Linked DNA regions of Sus scrofa: all the other regions are linked to region 3. Evidence: chromatin contacts called from public Hi-C and HiChIP or PLAC-seq data. All regions are on one chromosome and are shown on one strand. Each heading gives the region's core, a stretch centred on a gene start, on an enhancer-like site or on the middle of the called end of the contact. The rest is flanking DNA. Distances are from core to core; before and after follow the strand shown. Region 1 has its middle 43 kb from the start of ETS2. Region 2 has its middle 63 kb from the start of ETS2. Region 3 has its middle 40 kb from the start of PSMG1.

What was found. A called contact is a pair of places that touch in the nucleus more often than the background predicts. HiChIP or PLAC-seq counts read pairs in DNA pulled down with a chosen protein or histone mark.
Region 1: a contact with region 3 is called in a Hi-C map of embryonic fibroblasts, with 3 times the contacts expected there. The contact joins two enhancer-like sites. A contact is called at or near these places in 1 of 47 Hi-C or Micro-C datasets (embryonic fibroblasts) and 1 of 2 datasets of contacts at active chromatin or transcription factors (alveolar macrophages).
Region 2: a contact with region 3 is called in an H3K27ac HiChIP or PLAC-seq map of alveolar macrophages. The contact joins two enhancer-like sites. A contact is called at or near these places in 1 of 47 Hi-C or Micro-C datasets (epiblast stem cells) and 1 of 2 datasets of contacts at active chromatin or transcription factors (alveolar macrophages).

What each region holds. Positions count from the first base shown.
Region 1 is chr13:202,419,497-202,422,941 of Sscrofa11.1, forward strand. No RefSeq gene overlaps it. Among named protein-coding and RNA genes, the nearest start is that of ETS2, 43 kb to the right of the region's middle. Within about 2 kb of position 1,460, at least 16 of the 83 cell types and tissues checked have an H3K27ac peak or open chromatin away from gene starts, as enhancers often do. A contact at or near this core is called in embryonic fibroblasts, where this site is marked.
Region 2 is chr13:202,399,447-202,402,679 of Sscrofa11.1, forward strand. No RefSeq gene overlaps it. Among named protein-coding and RNA genes, the nearest start is that of ETS2, 63 kb to the right of the region's middle. Within about 2 kb of position 1,720, at least 1 of the 83 cell types and tissues checked has an H3K27ac peak or open chromatin away from gene starts, as enhancers often do. A contact at or near this core is called in alveolar macrophages, where this site is marked.
Region 3 is chr13:202,733,606-202,736,830 of Sscrofa11.1, forward strand. No RefSeq gene overlaps it. Among named protein-coding and RNA genes, the nearest start is that of PSMG1, 40 kb to the right of the region's middle. Within about 2 kb of position 1,771, at least 24 of the 83 cell types and tissues checked have an H3K27ac peak or open chromatin away from gene starts, as enhancers often do. A contact at or near this core is called in alveolar macrophages and embryonic fibroblasts, where this site is marked.

The sequences.
Region 1 (3,445 bases), core at 210-2,709, 310 kb before region 3:
CACTGGTTCTATGACATGGTTCCCACCTTACTTAAGTTTACTTTAAGTGGCTTGATTCAGGAGACAGTATTTTCCAAGAGAAAAAGGCCCTTGTCTGTATACACGTACATGTGCCATTTCAAGGAATAAGGAAAACGTGGCTTCACAAATTACCTTCTATCGGTAAGACCTCGCTTTGGGAGTTCCCGTTGTGGCGTTGTGGCGCAGCACAAACAAATCCGACTAGGAACCATGAGGTTGTGGGTTGGATCCCTGGCCTTGCTTAGTGGGTCAAGGATCTGGCGTTGCCTTATGCTTTGGTGTAGGTAGCAGATGTGGCTCGGATCTGGCGTTGCTGTGGCTGTGGCTGTGGCTGGCAGCTATAGCTCTGATTCGACCCCTAGCCTGGGAACCTCCATATGCGGAGACTGTAGCCCTAAAAAGAAAAAAAAAAAGAAAAAAAAAAAAAAAAAAAACGAAAAAAAGATCTGGCTTTGGGCACAAATCCCAGACCAACACGTGTTGAATAGAACTGAATCTGCTGTGTGCGAAAGGCAGTACAGACCTGCTGGGGGCCCTGAAAGCAGAGAACTCTCCCACCTGGAGTCAGTGGGACCCGAGGAGAGTGGACTCAAAGAGTCTGCTGTGCATAAGAAATCGCACTACGAGCCCATGGCTTTCCAAGGTCGACGAGTCTCGTTTCACCCTCGTTTCTCTCCTCCTCCAGCTCTCCATCAGGGTCTGCTCGCTGGCAAGAGTGTACTCTGTAATGCCACCTTCAGCTTTCCCTACCCACTTCCACCGTGGTGGGTGCCAAGGCAGTGGTTGAATAAACATCACCCGGAGTACAGCTCCCAGCCTCCAGCCTGGGGGCTGGTCTCTGTTTGGATGAGTAATCCCATCACTGGTCTTCTAAGCAAGCCAGGTCCTCCAAGAGCACTGTTTTCCAGGCTTCATAGGATGAAAATGACTCATCATTCCACCCATCACTACAGGACTGAGTCACGTGTTATAAAAGCCAAAAGGATGTGTGTTGCGTACACAGAAACCTAAGGTTTTCGAATTTCCAAGATTTATGTATTTCCGCTTTTTAGGGCCGCATGTGTGGCATATGGAAGTTCTCAGGCTAGGGGTTGAATAGGAGCTGTAGCTGCCAGCCCATGCCACAGCCACAGCAATGCAGGGTCTGAGCCACATCTGTAACCCACCCCCAAAGCCATGCCGGATCCTTAACCCACTGAGCGAGGCCAGGGATTGAACATGCCTCCTCATGGATACTAGTGGAGTTTTTTCTACTGCTGAGCCTCGAAGAGAACTCCGCACATTTCTAAGATTTAAATCGACTGGGGGGAGGAGGGGAAGAGAGATGAATGCCACATTTTTTCCAAGTGAATTTTATTAGAAACCCACAGCGTGCAACATCTGTGTGAATCAGTCTCCAAGGACTCCGGGTAAACGGTTGTTGATATAAATAGATGTGCTTTTAAGCCAAGACAGATGTCCCAGAGCAAAATGTTAAGAAAACACATAAAACAGTTAAGTTCAAAGACATCTTGGCGTCCATTCCCCCCTGCGCACCCCCCCATGGGTGAATTTTCACTGGGATATGACAGGGAGGGGGTGGAAGAGAGGATATTTTGTTTTGTTTCCCAACACAATGACAGTTGTGCCCCGGAGCAGCCCCCCCGCCCCCCCCCCAGTTGAGAAAGAGCATCCACTGGCTTTTGTTGTGATATATTCTCTTACTCACACACTCTCATGGTATTCATTGATTTATCCAAAGAACATTCCAGAAGACTTCTGTACTCAGACTGCCTCGGAATATGATTTCAGGGAGCACTAAGGGGGAGGCGTTGGGAAATAAGTCACTGGCATTTGGGGGTCGGTTGTGCTGACGTCAGTGGGAGAAGCAGCTAGAAGTCAGCAAGATTCTGGAGTGAGAGGAGCCAGTGGACTGCGGTCCTCACCGGCAACCAGCCTGTGTCTCATTTTCTAGGTTCAAGAACCCGAGATGGGAAAGTTGCTGAACGGGAGTTCCCGATGTGGCGCCTTGGATTAATAAAACAACAAAAGATAAAACCCAAAACATAGGAGAAAAAGAAAAGACTCCAACTGCAGCAGCTCAGTTTGCTGTGGCGGTGCGGGTTTGATCCCCCACCTGGCGCAGTGGGTTAAAGGATCCAGCTTTGCTGCAGCTGCAGCCTAGGTCACAGCTGGTGCTGGGATTCAGTCCCTGGCCTGGGAACTTCCATATGCCATAGGTGTGGCCATTAAAAAAAAAATGTTGCTAGACGAATATGCTTTGCGGGGTGTCGGGCGGGGGCGGGGGAAGGCAAAACACTCTCAGTGAGATTATTAAGAAAACTAGAGCCAGACAGAAAGGTCATTTATAAATAGAGCAATCCACATTTTTTTGCATGTCAGGCACTGTGCTAGGAGGCATTTTCACATGCATTCCCTTGCCGAATGTGAGTGATGCTGTGCAAAACTTAAAACTAATTTGAAGAGACGAAGACAAGTATGGATTTTGACCACACTACCCTTGATATGGTAAAAAAATTCTACCAGCCACTGCAAAGCAGGTCCCCTTCCTTCCAGGAGGACGGCAAAGATCATGGTCCTTGCAGGGAAATTTCCCCAGAAGGAAAGTAGCTGCTTTGGAGAGGGCTGAGGGCGGGGGCAGGGGTTCCGGAGCTGGGGAATGGCACAGGCTGGAAAGCCACCCAGGGCTGGTCTTGGGCAATCCCCTCCCTGTCCAGCCAATGCACACGGGAGCGAGGGCTGGTGCCCTTGGCCTCAAGGGTATGGCAGGCTTGCTGACCCCCCCCACAGGTGTGCACACACATGCTGGCTGAGGCTGAAGGTAGAAAAACCCCACTTTCCTTTCTTTTTTTCGTGAAGCCAAATGACTTGGAATGTGGTTCTATCTCAAACCATATGGAGTTCCTGTTGTGGCTCAGAGAGTTAAGAACTTGACTAGTATCCATGAGGATGGGAGTTCAATCCCTGGCCTCGCTCAGTGGGTTAAGGATCTGGCATTGCTGTGAGCTGTAGTGTGGATCACAAAAGAGGCATGGATCTGGCGTTGCTGTGGCTGTGGTTCAGGCCGGCAGCTGCAACTCTGATTCAACCCCGAGCCTGGGAACTTCCATATGCTGCAGGTGTGGCCCTAAAATGACCAAAAAAAAAAAAAAAAAAAAAAAAGAAAGAAAGAAAGAAAGAGGGAGGGAAGGAGGAAGGAAGGGAGGAAGTCAAAGCAAAATCCCCAATTGCAAATCACTGTAGGATGCCTCTTACCTTATCATTTACAGGAAATCACCACTGGACTGGATGCCTGGTCTGTACACGCTCTCAGGAGTTCCAGAAGCAACTCTATTCTGTCGGGATAATGCCATCACCGGTCAGTGACCCGAAGGTTCAGTCTCCTTGCCCCAAGACCTCTGAGAGAATTGGGACAAAAATGTAT
Region 2 (3,233 bases), core at 470-2,969, 330 kb before region 3:
ACTTCATATCAGGCAGTGTTGCTAACGATATGTCTAAATTCTAATTCATTTTTTGATTCTCTATGTGGATAATTATATTATTTGGGAATAGTGACCATTTGATTTATTCCCTTACTAACCTTTTGTCTTGTGTTTCTTTTTCTTGTCTTACTGCACAGGCTACGACCTCCAGTGAGTGGAGAATAGAAGTAGTAATAGCAGATTGCCTTGTTGATGCTTTCAAGGTAAAGCTTTCAATGCCGTAACATAACATGAGATTTCTTTATAGGTTTCCTATAGATATCAATGGACAAATTAAGGAAGTTCCTATCTATTCCTGGTAGGTTAAGATTTGTTCTCATGAATGGATGTTGGATTCTATAAAATGCTTTCCCTGCATCTACTGAGATCTTATTATTTTCTCCTTTATTTTGTTTATGTGGTAAATTTACAATGAAGTTTTTTTCAAGTGTTTCTTTCCCATCTTATATTCCTTTATTAAACCCAACTTGGTCATCATGTACTATCTTATTTTTATATTATTGAATTTGACTCGTTAAGATTTGGTTTTGGATTTTTGCATCTATATTGCAGTCATGAGGTTGGCCTGTAATTTTTCTTTCCTGTAATGTCTTTGTCAGGTTTTCTGCTCTTGTGAATGGTTGAGAAATGGTTTTGTTTTTTTCTACTTTTTGGAAGAGTTTTTGTAATTTTAGGGATATTCCTTTCTTAAATATTTTTTAGATTCCAGTGAAGCCCTTTGATCCTAAGGATTTGTATGTGTGTGTGTGTTTGGTGGAGCAGGGGATAGGTAGCCAGCATTAAATTCTGGATTCAATTATTTTAATAGTTGTTAGACTATTTGACGTTTCTTCTTTTACTTTTATTTTTTTTAATTTTTTTGTCTTTTTTTTAGGGCCGCACCTGTGGCATATGGAAGTTCCCAGGTTAGGGGTCGAATCAGAGCTATAGCCGCCAGCCTACACCACAGCCACAGCCTACGCCACATCTGCAACCTATGCCACAGCTGCAAACTACACCACAGCTCACAGCAACGCCGGACCCTAAACCCACTGAGCAAGGCCAGGGATCGAACCCACGCCCTCATGGATACTAGTTGGATTCATTACCACTGAGCCATGACAGGACCTCCTTTTCTTATTTTAAATGCTATTTTGGTAGATTGTATTTTCCAGGGATTTGTCATTTTTTTTTTTCTTTTTAGAGGCCCCCACCTGAAGCATATGGAAGTTCCGAGGCTAGAGTTCAAATAGGAGCTGCAGCTGCCAGCCCACCCCACAACCACAGCAGCTCGGGACCCGAGCCACATCTGCAACTTACACCACAGCTCGCAGCAACGCCACATCCTTAACCCACTGAGTGAGACCAGGGATCAAACCCACATCCTCATGGATACTAGTCGGATTCTTAACCTTCTGAGCCACAATGGGAACTCTGAATTTGTCTATATTATTACCTTAATTTTTAAATTTTTTGCAGGAAAGTTAGCCATTATATCCATTTACTATACTGTACATTGTAGTGCTAATGCCTTTCTAATTCTTAGAACTGGTATTTTCTCTTCTGCATTTTCTTTCCCCTTAATCTGTCTTGCCAGAGATTTATCAATTTCATAATTTTTTCTAAAGAACTTTGACTTTGTTAATTTATTCTATTAAGTGTTTATTATACAGACATGTGACTCATTCCTTCTTAATTTTAGTACTTCCTTTCCTCTCTTGCCAAACCCTGGCTTCCATAATTTCATCCCCATGAGGCTCAGCCTCTCTGCCTTTCTGATGCCATTGCAAGAATCAGAAAAAAAAAAAAAAAAGGCAGCCTGAGACCCAGGCTACCATCTTGGGATTTCATCCTCCCCTGCACCCCAGCCTGGTAAGCCCTGACTATTTTGTTGGCTTTTTGATGCTCTCAAGAAGATTTTTTAAAAATTGCTTTCAGGATTTCTTGCTATCTGGAATTAAACTAGCCAAGCATTACGACATACTATTAGTCTTCTAAACTTAACCCCATGCGTGTGTGTTGGGGGGGGGACTGCTTGTTTTAGTGGCACAATAATGTGTTGATGATAGACTCTATGTTCTGAAGAGTTACGTACATTTTCCTGTGCATCAACTTGAGGATAAGCAGCTACGATAACTGTAAAATTGTGTTGTTGGATTGAGATGGACCCTTACAGGCCCTGCTTTCTAAGGGACTCACAGGAAGTCTTTGCTAGTGAGATTATGAGACTAACATTGATCCAACCCAGATTCTGCTTTTTCCAGGTTATAGAGATCTTTTTTCCCCACTATCTTTGGCTTTTTTTTTTTTTTTTTTGGCTTTCCCTAGATCCTTCTGGTCCTATGCTTTTCTGCATGGTATTGCTTACCTTTCTACTTAAAGGTTTACAGATTTGTCTAGATTATGCTAATGTAATTGCTCATAATTCACTCCAAAGACTTTATTAATTGATATTCGTGAAAGTTTGCTCTTTTCCATACAGGCTTAGAGTAAGAGAAAGGGCTTGTCTTTGGATAGAGAAATCCTGAGCCTAGTCTTTGTTAGAATTCAATAGCAAGAGGAAGGTTCTCCAATCCACGCTTTTGGCTTAAAAAAGACACTTCTGAGTTGGGAGCTAGTCTGAAAATGGGTTTCCCCAAGTGTCCAGAAACATGAGCATTCTGCAACGTTCCCCTACCTCCTGCCCATCTTCTGCCACTCTGTTCCTTAGGATCTGATCTTTAACCCTTTTATCCGTATTTACAGGCGTTATGCTGCTTTCCCTACAGCTCGTATTACTGTCAGGTGGCGCTTTCATGGTATCTTTCTTTCTTTTTTTTTAATTGTATAAAATAATTTGTTTTCATTAGCTCAACGTTCAAAGATGCAAAGACTATTACATGAATAAAGTTATTGATTTTTTCCAGTAACCTCAAACATAATATCTTTTTTAAATATTTGGGTAATCTACAAAGAGATGGGACGAGAGGCCTGTAGAAAACATAGGCAGATAAAAGTCCTATAGTATTACATGAGAAAAAGAATCGCGCTAGAAAAAAGCGAAATCAAGTTTCTCTCTTGACCTTAAACTATGAGCTGGGATATATTGTTCCAACAGACCTGAGTAAATTTTTATTTATTTATTTATTTATTTATTTATTATTTTTTGGTGTATTTGTTTGTTTTTCTGCTGTACAGCATGGGGACCAAGTTACACATACATGTATACATACTTTTTCCTCCCATTGTTTTGT
Region 3 (3,225 bases), core at 521-3,020:
CACAACTCCCCACCATCCCCCGGTTTAAAGAAGCCACTGAGGGCATCTTTAAAGAAGAGTCACTCTGGAGCAGAGGCACTCAGACCCAAGCCCCTCTCCCAGCTCGGCAGACCCTCCCCCAGAAGCGGTTCACCCCTTGCTTTGATGCCAGCACTGGGTTTGAAGGGCAGGGGAGAGCCTCAGATCCCATATCATCAGTACTATACTCAAAAGTCACACCCCAAGAGGCCACCAGGGGCCACTGGTCCCGCTGGAGGAGGTCTGGGGTGCAAGCCCCACCCCAGCCCTGGCACAGGTCTCACTGTGGATGCAAAGAACCATCTTTGAACACGCTCAGGTATTCCAATTTAAGGAAACAGAGCCAACTCGTTTCTGGCACATGGAGCACACGTGGACATTTCTCCGTGCACCCCAGCCCATCTGCCAAAATTAAAGTCATCAGAGAACTAGAAGACTCGCCCACACGCACAGCCAAAGTGGCGCTGAACATCTAAGAAAGACACGGAGGGTTCAGCCAGCATCCCTCAGTCTCACCGTCAAGAAGAAAGGGAGCTTATTTTCCACCCTAACTGGTAATGATTGCTTTCCCCAAAATTACCCCCCAAAAAGGAACCAGACCTCTCTCACATACACCTGCACATGCACACGCTCAGATCTGTGTTCCAGGAGAGCGCGTCCAGCTGGAGGCAGCCGGGCACCCGCAGCTGGGAGTCTAGACCCAGGCTGGTCGGGGTGGCCCGCGCAGGTCCCAGCACCTGCCCGCCTGGGAAACGACTGAGGCGGGAAAAGGTGAAACTGCAGACTCCAATTTAAGAAATCTGACCTTTTGTCCCTCAAATAATTGGGGAGCAAGATATGACTTTTTTCCTGAGTATATTTATGGTATTTTTCCATTTGAGAAAGCATCCGCCAAGGCAAAAGGAACAATGCTAAGAAGCGCGATTTCCATTTTCAAAGGGAAGGGGAGGCCCTTTTGGAGGGACCACGCCCACATCTGTAAATAGCCAACCTTGGAAGGAACTCGAAGGAAAGCAACGTGTGTGCCTATGTGTGGGGGGAACCTCAGCGGCTAGAGCCTCCCCACCCCTCGTGGCGGCAGGAAACCATCCGCCGGGTGAGGGCTGCAGACCCAGCGGGCGCCCAGGCGGCAAGAGATGCTCCTGGGGTTCCAGGCAAGACCCCCGCGGGCGCACAGACACACACGTTACATACCTTTGTTTCACTGTGTTTATTTCCACTGCAGAAGAGGGACAAGCAGAGGCTGGGGACAGAGTGGAAGGGACGCTTGCTTTACTCTGAGTCTCTTTGTGCCTTTTGAGTTTTGAACTTGAAGTCATTTGCGTACCTGTGTCCTTCGGGGGAACTGTCTCCTAAGAGATTCTGGCACCACTTCCTGACCCAGCAAGAACCCACTCTCCTTCTGGAATACGGGATGCCCTCCCCTTCCCCCCAACCCCAGCACCCCCCACACACACACACACACACAGCACACACAACACAGCATACACACCCTCCCCAACACCCACGGCACACACACACACACACACACACCACACGCACCCCACGCACACACCCTACACACACACAGGAAACACACACACACAGACACGTGTGCGTGCACACCTCCCACAGCATCTCTGAACCCAGGTGCCAGGCAGGGCTCAGCTTGCAAAGCAGGTCAAAGTCGGGTCGGGATGCTGCCTTGGACCCTATAGAAAGGGCCTTGACATCTAAACCTCCGGGATTCAGCGCCATCTAGAGGCTTTCTGCTGCACTGTTTCCCAGCTTGGCGACAGAAAGGCGACCCCAGCTCCTGGCATCGTGAAGGGTGGGGGCCTGAGAAGCCCAAGAAAGGCGCCACGTTGCTGAGGACTCGGGCTGGGGCCGGCCCTGGGGTTTTGTGGTTCCACCCTTCTATGTATTCCACTCCCTCTTCTCACATACACACACACACGCGCGCGCGCGCGCGTATTTAATTTTTTTCCAATTAAGTAAAACATTCGGAAAAATGCCAAAGGTCCTTAGTCATCAAAAAATGTAACCCAGGACTTCCCATTGTGGCTCAGCAGGTTACAAACCCAACTAGTTTCCACGAGGATGCAGGTTCAATCGCTGGCCTCCCTCAGTCAGTTAAAGATCCAGCGTTGCCTTGAGGTTGCAGACGTGGCTTGGATCCTGCGTTGCTGTGGCTGTGGTGTAGGCTGGCAGCTGCAGCTCTGATTCCCCCACTAGCCTGGGTACTTCCATATACCGTGGGTGCAGCCCTAAAAAAAAAGACAAAGAAAAGAAGAAAGAAAGAGAAAGTGCAACCTAAAATCCCACACAGCTGCCCAAATGCCCATGTGAGGAATACCAAGCATTGGTGAGGCTGTGGACCCCTGCAGTGGGCACAAACTGGTTCACGACTGGGAGAAACGGGCGCTCATCTATGGCAGCTGAGCACAGGCAACACTCGGCACCTCAGTCCGACCCCCAGTGTACACCCAACACAAACGTGGGTACACGGACCCGCTGCCCCCCACCCAGGTGGATGAAATAAGGGCCCAGAGGACCTCAGCCCCCTCACCGGGCCGTCTCCCCGTGCGGGAAAGTCCAGGTGCAGTGGTGTCACGGGTGTGGCCGGCCCCTCCATCTGCCCTCTCTCCAACCTCTCTCTAGTAGCAGGTCTCCACCAGGGATGGCTTGGCCCCCAGGGACACTGGGCAATGTCTGGAGACATTCTCCGTTGTCCCCAGGCACACTGGGGAGGAGGTGCCTGCTGGCATCTAGAAGCCCGGGCCAGGAACGCTGGCCAAGGCGCCGTCATCCCCTACCCCCCACCCCCACCCAGAAGGCTCATGGGCCAAAACGTCAATAGATGAGGTTGAAAAATACTGCCTTAAATGCCCAAGTGTGGAGCCTGCCTTTAAAGAAATGGACGTTCTAGGAGTTCCCACTGAGGTGCAGAGGCTTAAGAAGGCAACTGCAGGGGCCTGGGTCATGGCAAAGGCGCAGGTTCTACTCCCCGGCCCGGGGCAGTGGGTTAAAAGGATCCGGCATTGATGCAGCTGTGGCTTGGAGCCAATCCCTGGCCAAAGACTTTCTATATGCCTCGGGTGCAGCCGTGAAAATATTGAAAAATAATGAACGAGAAATGGACGTTCTAGCTCAAGTTTTAGAATAAAAAAAATTCTAAGTCGAATTCAGCAGAACAGTGTTGTAATGTAAATATATCCAGCCTGTATT